2 separate regions of the Anas platyrhynchos genome follow, and region 2 is linked to region 1. A link is a contact called in public Hi-C data. All regions are on one chromosome and are shown on one strand. The core of a region is the stretch at or near the end of the contact, and the rest is flanking DNA. Distances in the headings are between cores, read along the strand shown. Region 1 holds the start of LOC140003533. Region 2 overlaps MAF (MAF bZIP transcription factor).

Region 1 (2,703 bases), core at 147-2,646:
CAAAGTCATACCCCGTGCACGGTTATAAATAGCAAACTCGGAGGGGGAAGGGACCGGGCAAGGGGAGAAGGGAGGATTTGAAGTACAATGTTCAAGAAGCTGGTTTAATATATGACCAAGTGTCAGAAGTCAGGTTTCTGAGAATTACTTTTCAGATAAACAACTTTATAGCACCGCACTTAATCTTACTTACTAGAGACATCTCATTTATCACGGAATTACAAGTAACTTTAATTCTATCGATATTCCCATAAAGCCCGCTCGACAAAGCGAGCCTGGCAGCTCGGCAGGCTGCGGGCTTCCCCGGCCCAAGGGGGGCCAAGAAGGGACCCCAACCGAGCCGACCTGAGCCGGGCCGGGCCGGGCCAGCCCCGACGGCGGAGCCCCGACGGCACGGCACGGCACGGCACAGCTCGGCACGGCCCGGCACGGCTCGGCTCTGCTCCCGCGGCTCGGCGCCGGCCGGGGACGGCCTCGGCACTGACCTTTCGACGAGAGATGGCGCTGTCGAGGTTTGAACGGAGCCGCTCCGCCGCCGCTCGGCACCGCCGGGTGCAGCCCGCTCCGCGCTCGCACGGCTCCCCCCCCTCCAGCCCCGGCCGGGGGGCACCGGGAGGGGAGGCTAAAAAGAAGACAATTAGTTTCGCGATGTATTCCGTTAATTAGCCCGGCCAGGCCGGCCGAGCGCCGGCGGGAGCGGGGCTTGCAAACTTGCAGGGCTTTCGGACCTCTCTGCTGGGGACGGCCGGGGAACGATCGCTGCCGGCAGCAAGCGGCAGACCCAGGGGGGAGCCGCCGCGGGGGGGCGGCCCGGGGGTCTCGGTACCGGCACCAGGTAGCGGCTGGAGCCCGGCTGAGCCCGGCAGCACCGCCGAGCCCCGCGGAGCCCCCCGGAGCAGCCCCCTCCCTCGGGCCGTCCCCGCACGCCCCCGGGCCAAGTCCCCCGGTGCCCTCGGGTGCCCGGCCGGCCAGGAGCACCCGAGGGCTCCGCACCCCGGGGCAGAGCAGGACAGAACAGGACAAAGCAGGACAGAGCAGGACAAAGCAGGACAAAGCAAGGCAGCGCGGAGCGGAGCGGAGCGGAGCCGGGCGGGCACCCGACGGCGCGTCCCGGCGGGAGGAGCGGCCCCAGCCCGGTGCCCGGTCCCCGGTGAACGGGGCGGGCAGGAAGGGGTTACGGCGCTCCCAGCTGACAGTCAGCTGATTGCGCCCTGATTGACAGCCCCGAAAAGTTTCCTTGTTTCTATACTATTATGCTAATGCCGGCGGCTGCAGGCAGCCCATTGGGCCGCCCGCCCAGCCAATTTGCCATTCGGAGGCTGACGTCAGGAGCGCTATAAAACTCTGCAATGCTTTTAAACTCTCCTGCTGGATGAAACCTTTAAAATATTTTTCATCTTCTTGCCGTAGCTTTGGGGTTGAGTTGTGTTTTTTTTTTTTTTTTTCTCTCTCTCTCCTTTTTTTTTTTTTTTATGATTGTTATTATTTTGGTTGCGATATCGACTTTGATTTTTTTTTTGTCTTCGGTCTCTTCTCCCTCCTCCTTTCCCCGATGAACCTCTCTCCTCGCTTTGCACTTTGCATGAGAAAGCCCAGAGGAAAGGCACCATGAAGTGTTAAAAATAACCAAACTGAACCTAAAAAAAAAAAAAAAAAGAAAAGAGATTTACTCGCAACAACACCAGCTAACACTTCCAGCTGCAGTTTGCAAGCTGCAAAAAGAGAGAGAGGAGAGAGAGAGAGAGGAGGAAAAAAAAAAAAAAACCTTTATGCAAAAGGCGAATAGCGAGAGCCCCTCGCTCTGATGCATCAGCAGCAGCGGAGACTCTGCAAGGGATAACGCGGAGCCGGAGCGAGAGCGGCCGGGGCGGAGCGGAGCGGAGCCGGAGCCGAGGCTGCGGCGAGAGGCAGCGGCAGGAGGAGCGGTGCGGAGGGGTGCGGAGCGGTGCGGAGCGGTGCGGAGCGGAGCTCGCCCGGCAGCAAGCTGGCTCACCCGGCGGCAACTCAGAGCAGTCCCCTCGCTCCCGGAGCGCACCCTTTCTGGAGGACTGTCAGCAGCAAAAGGATGGCATCAGAACTGGCAATGAGCGGCTCCGACCTGCCCACCAGTCCCCTGGCCATGGAATATGTTAATGACTTCGATCTGATGAAGTTTGAAGTGAAAAAGGAGCCGGTGGAGACCGACCGCATTATCAGCCAGTGCGGCCGCTTGATCGCCGGGGGCTCGCTCTCCTCCACCCCGATGAGCACGCCCTGCAGCTCGGTGCCCCCGTCCCCCAGCTTCTCGGCGCCCAGCCCCGGCTCCGGCAGCGACCAGAAGGGCCACCTGGAAGACTACTACTGGATGACGGGCTACCCGCAGCAGCTCAACCCCGAGGCGCTGGGCTTCAGCCCGGAGGACGCGGTGGAGGCGCTCATCAACAGCAGCCACCACCCGCTGCCCGGCGCCTTCGATGGCTATGCTAGAGGGCAGCAGCTGGCCGCGGCCGCCGGCTCCGGGGGCTCGGGGCCGGCCGAGGAGATGGGCTCGGCGGCCGCCGTGGTGTCGGCGGTGATCGCCGCGGCGGCGGCGCAGGGCGGCGCGCCCCACTACCACCACCACCACCACCACCACCCGCACCACGGCGCCGGGGGGCACCCCCACGGCGCGGCGCCGGGCAGCGCGCCGCCTTCCTCCTCCTCCTCCTCCTCCTCCTCCTCGTC
Region 2 (2,703 bases), core at 107-2,606, 180 kb after region 1:
ATGTGGTGGTTCCTCCTGCCAGGTGACTGCATGCCTCAATTGGGACACCTATTCAGCAGCTGACTCCAGACAAGACAAATTGTGGAAGGCAGACTGTTAGCAGTAAATCATACAATAAGGGGGTCAAATAAGCTTCTATTAACAATGTTTCCTTCTATTTATTTATATTCTGTCTGCAGAAAATGTGATGCTGGACTGGTGATGGCTTAGGACAACATTCCGGCATGAAGACAGCTACAAAGCACAAAATAAAAAAAAATGAACTCAGAAAGAAACAAGAAAAAAAAGAACAGCGTTTTCTTGGTATCAACAAGAAGCTCTTTATTTTTCCTCAAGTTTTCTTTTCTAAAAAAAATTAATAAATGAACTAAGACATTTGCAGAAATGAGACAAAAACTTTCTCTTCAGGTGACAATATTCAAGGAAGCATGTTGTTTTATTAAATTTAAATTGAAAGAAAAATAGAGAGATTTGGATTGGGATACAGTATCAGGAGAACTGAGAAACTGTGAATTTTCCAAGAAAAAAAAAAAAAAACTCCTTAAAACTGTGAACTGAGAAATGGATGGAAATACCACTTAAACCCCTGATTACACCCTGTGTGTTCTTTAGGAGACATCATCTTTGCTAACTTTATGGTATTTAGGGAATGGTTTACAACATATCTTTTATTGTAATCTTTTAAGACAAAACAAATATTTAATTAGCTGTGATTTTCACCATTTCTGTTCAGATGTCTACTTGCACTTTCTTTTTCTAGATAGCTCAGATGTATTTGTAGCCAGCAGTCAAGGGCAGGAAAGATTTCTTTCCTTAATAATCTTTTTATTTGCCACACCCAATAAAATTCTTGTAGGGAAAAGGAATCAACAAGACTACCATCTCCCAATCGATACCTAAAGCCTAACAGACAGTAATTATCAAAATAAAGAGGAAATCCCATATTGGGCTACATACCTACCCATTAATCAAAACAACAGAAAATATCTGCAGCATTGCTTTTCTGAAATAACATAAAAGATGCCTGCTTAGGTTACACTTTGAATTGGCTACAATCAAAAGAAGGAAAAGCACGACTAACTAAGCCCCAGGAAGCCGCATTGTCCCTTTAACCCGTCGTATTCCCCATTTCCCATTAGTACTTAACATTTTTCACTATGTTGTGACTGCTATTATTTCATTTAACACTAGTTAATCTGTATCTGAGGTACATGGAAACCCTCTAGATGATAAGATTGGACAGGCTCCAGCGCTGGCAGTTTCCGAGCGTGCACGCACGCAGTGTGTTTTGATCCCTGCCGTCACGGGGACCGCCTGCCAATTCGCTCTTGGATCAGCCTCTCGCTCAGCTCCCACAGGGCTGCGGCCGTCGCATCGTTCCGAGCCTCCGGCGACGGCAGGCAGCGGCAGCAGTTGTTGAAGTACATCCCACCCAGGCCCTCCAGCTCGGCGGCCGTGGCGCAGTAGACGGTTGTGGCAGCTCCTTGTTGCTGAAATTAAAAAAAAGAAAGAGGAAAAGAAAAAAAAAGAAAAAGAAAGAAAGAAAAAAAGATAAAAACTACGTGAATATATGCATAAATACACGGATAGATTTTTATCTTTGTCGTTTTGGCTGCTGTCCATCGGAGCTGTGCGTCTCAGGAGAGCACTGGTGAATGCATCGCAGCTAAAACTCTGCTGAAGATGCTGCCTCCCTGCCTGCTGGCCACTTATTTGCTAAACAGCTTAATGAGGAGCTTTTTTCTTTTCATTTCCTCTTGGAGCAAAAGAAAAGGAAAAGATGGTCTAGAAATTGGTCCTGTTCATTTGCCCCTTTTCAAGAAAATGTTGAGTCAGTGCCAGGAGGGTCTCCCCACTAGCACTTGAAAACAGAAAAGGTGAGCCAGGTTTAAAGGCAGCACCTAAAAACATCCTGCTTTTCCCTTCTAACTCAGAAAACACCATACACCTTGAGCACCATCACTTCCTAACCTTGATAAGCAGTGCAGACTGACGCATATATGCATTTTGTTTGGTTGGGTTTTTTAAGCCTCTCGTACAAAATTAACCTGGGCACTCCAATTAAGACCTATAATGCAAAGTGCAATCGGGATTTGTGCCAAACCTGCCAGTATATCTTTGATCAACAGTTTCACTGTTGCAGTTGTCACCATTGCCTCGCAAGAATGTTTACCTGCTGCAGGCAGAGAAGGCTGATTTTGCAGATACATGAGGCTTTCCAGTATTTTTTTTTTTTTTTTTTTTGTTCTGTAACAACCATTTCTCGTGTCTTATAATGCTTTAAGAAATGGAGCAGGTAGATTAGAGGCTTTTGTGGAGCAGAGATTCTTTTTTTCTTTCTTCTTCCATTTTTTTTTTTTTTTAAATACCAGCTGAACTTATGTTCAAACAGGAAGAATGGATTTCTCTGAATTTCTCTGACAGAAACCTGGAGCTGGAGGGCACAAGGTTCAGGCAGTGATGGGTACGCCCCAGGGGATGGGGTACTCCAAGGCCTGGACTGAAAGCACAGTGCCAGTAGAGCTGCAAAGAGGGCAAGAAGCTGTTTTTCTTTGTGAACTATAATTAAAAATAATAGGTGAGAGCACGTAGCAAGACACTGCACACAACCCTAATTTAAAACCGATATAGTTTATCTGGCATCTTATGATTATTTATGTGCATCTTAGTCCTTTCTGTGGTAACTAATTATGAGCTGATAGG

Evidence for each region. A called contact is a pair of places that touch in the nucleus more often than the background predicts.
Region 2: a contact with region 1 is called in a Hi-C map of skeletal muscle, with 2.5 times the contacts expected there. The contact joins the enhancer-like site here to the promoter of LOC140003533 in region 1. A contact is called at or near these places in 2 of 8 Hi-C or Micro-C datasets (skeletal muscle and subcutaneous adipose tissue).

Annotation. Positions count from the first base shown.
Region 1 is chr12:5,945,391-5,948,093 of IASCAAS_PekinDuck_T2T, forward strand. LOC140003533 reads right to left here and starts at 1,397. Exons shown (of 3, transcript XM_072043996.1): 1 at 1,380-1,397; 2 at 486-1,248. The coding sequence starts at 1,397. MAF (MAF bZIP transcription factor) reads left to right here and starts at 1,234. Exons shown (of 4, transcript XR_005268829.2): 1 at 1,234-2,703.
Region 2 is chr12:6,123,240-6,125,942 of IASCAAS_PekinDuck_T2T, forward strand. MAF (MAF bZIP transcription factor) reads left to right here. Exons shown (of 4, transcript XR_005268829.2): 4 at 180-548. WWOX (WW domain containing oxidoreductase) reads right to left here. Exons shown (of 9, transcript XM_005018259.6): 9 at 296-1,490. The coding sequence ends at 1,302. Among named protein-coding and RNA genes, the nearest start is that of MAF, 180 kb to the left of the region's middle. Within about 2 kb of position 1,357, at least 3 of the 8 cell types and tissues checked have an H3K27ac peak or open chromatin away from gene starts, as enhancers often do.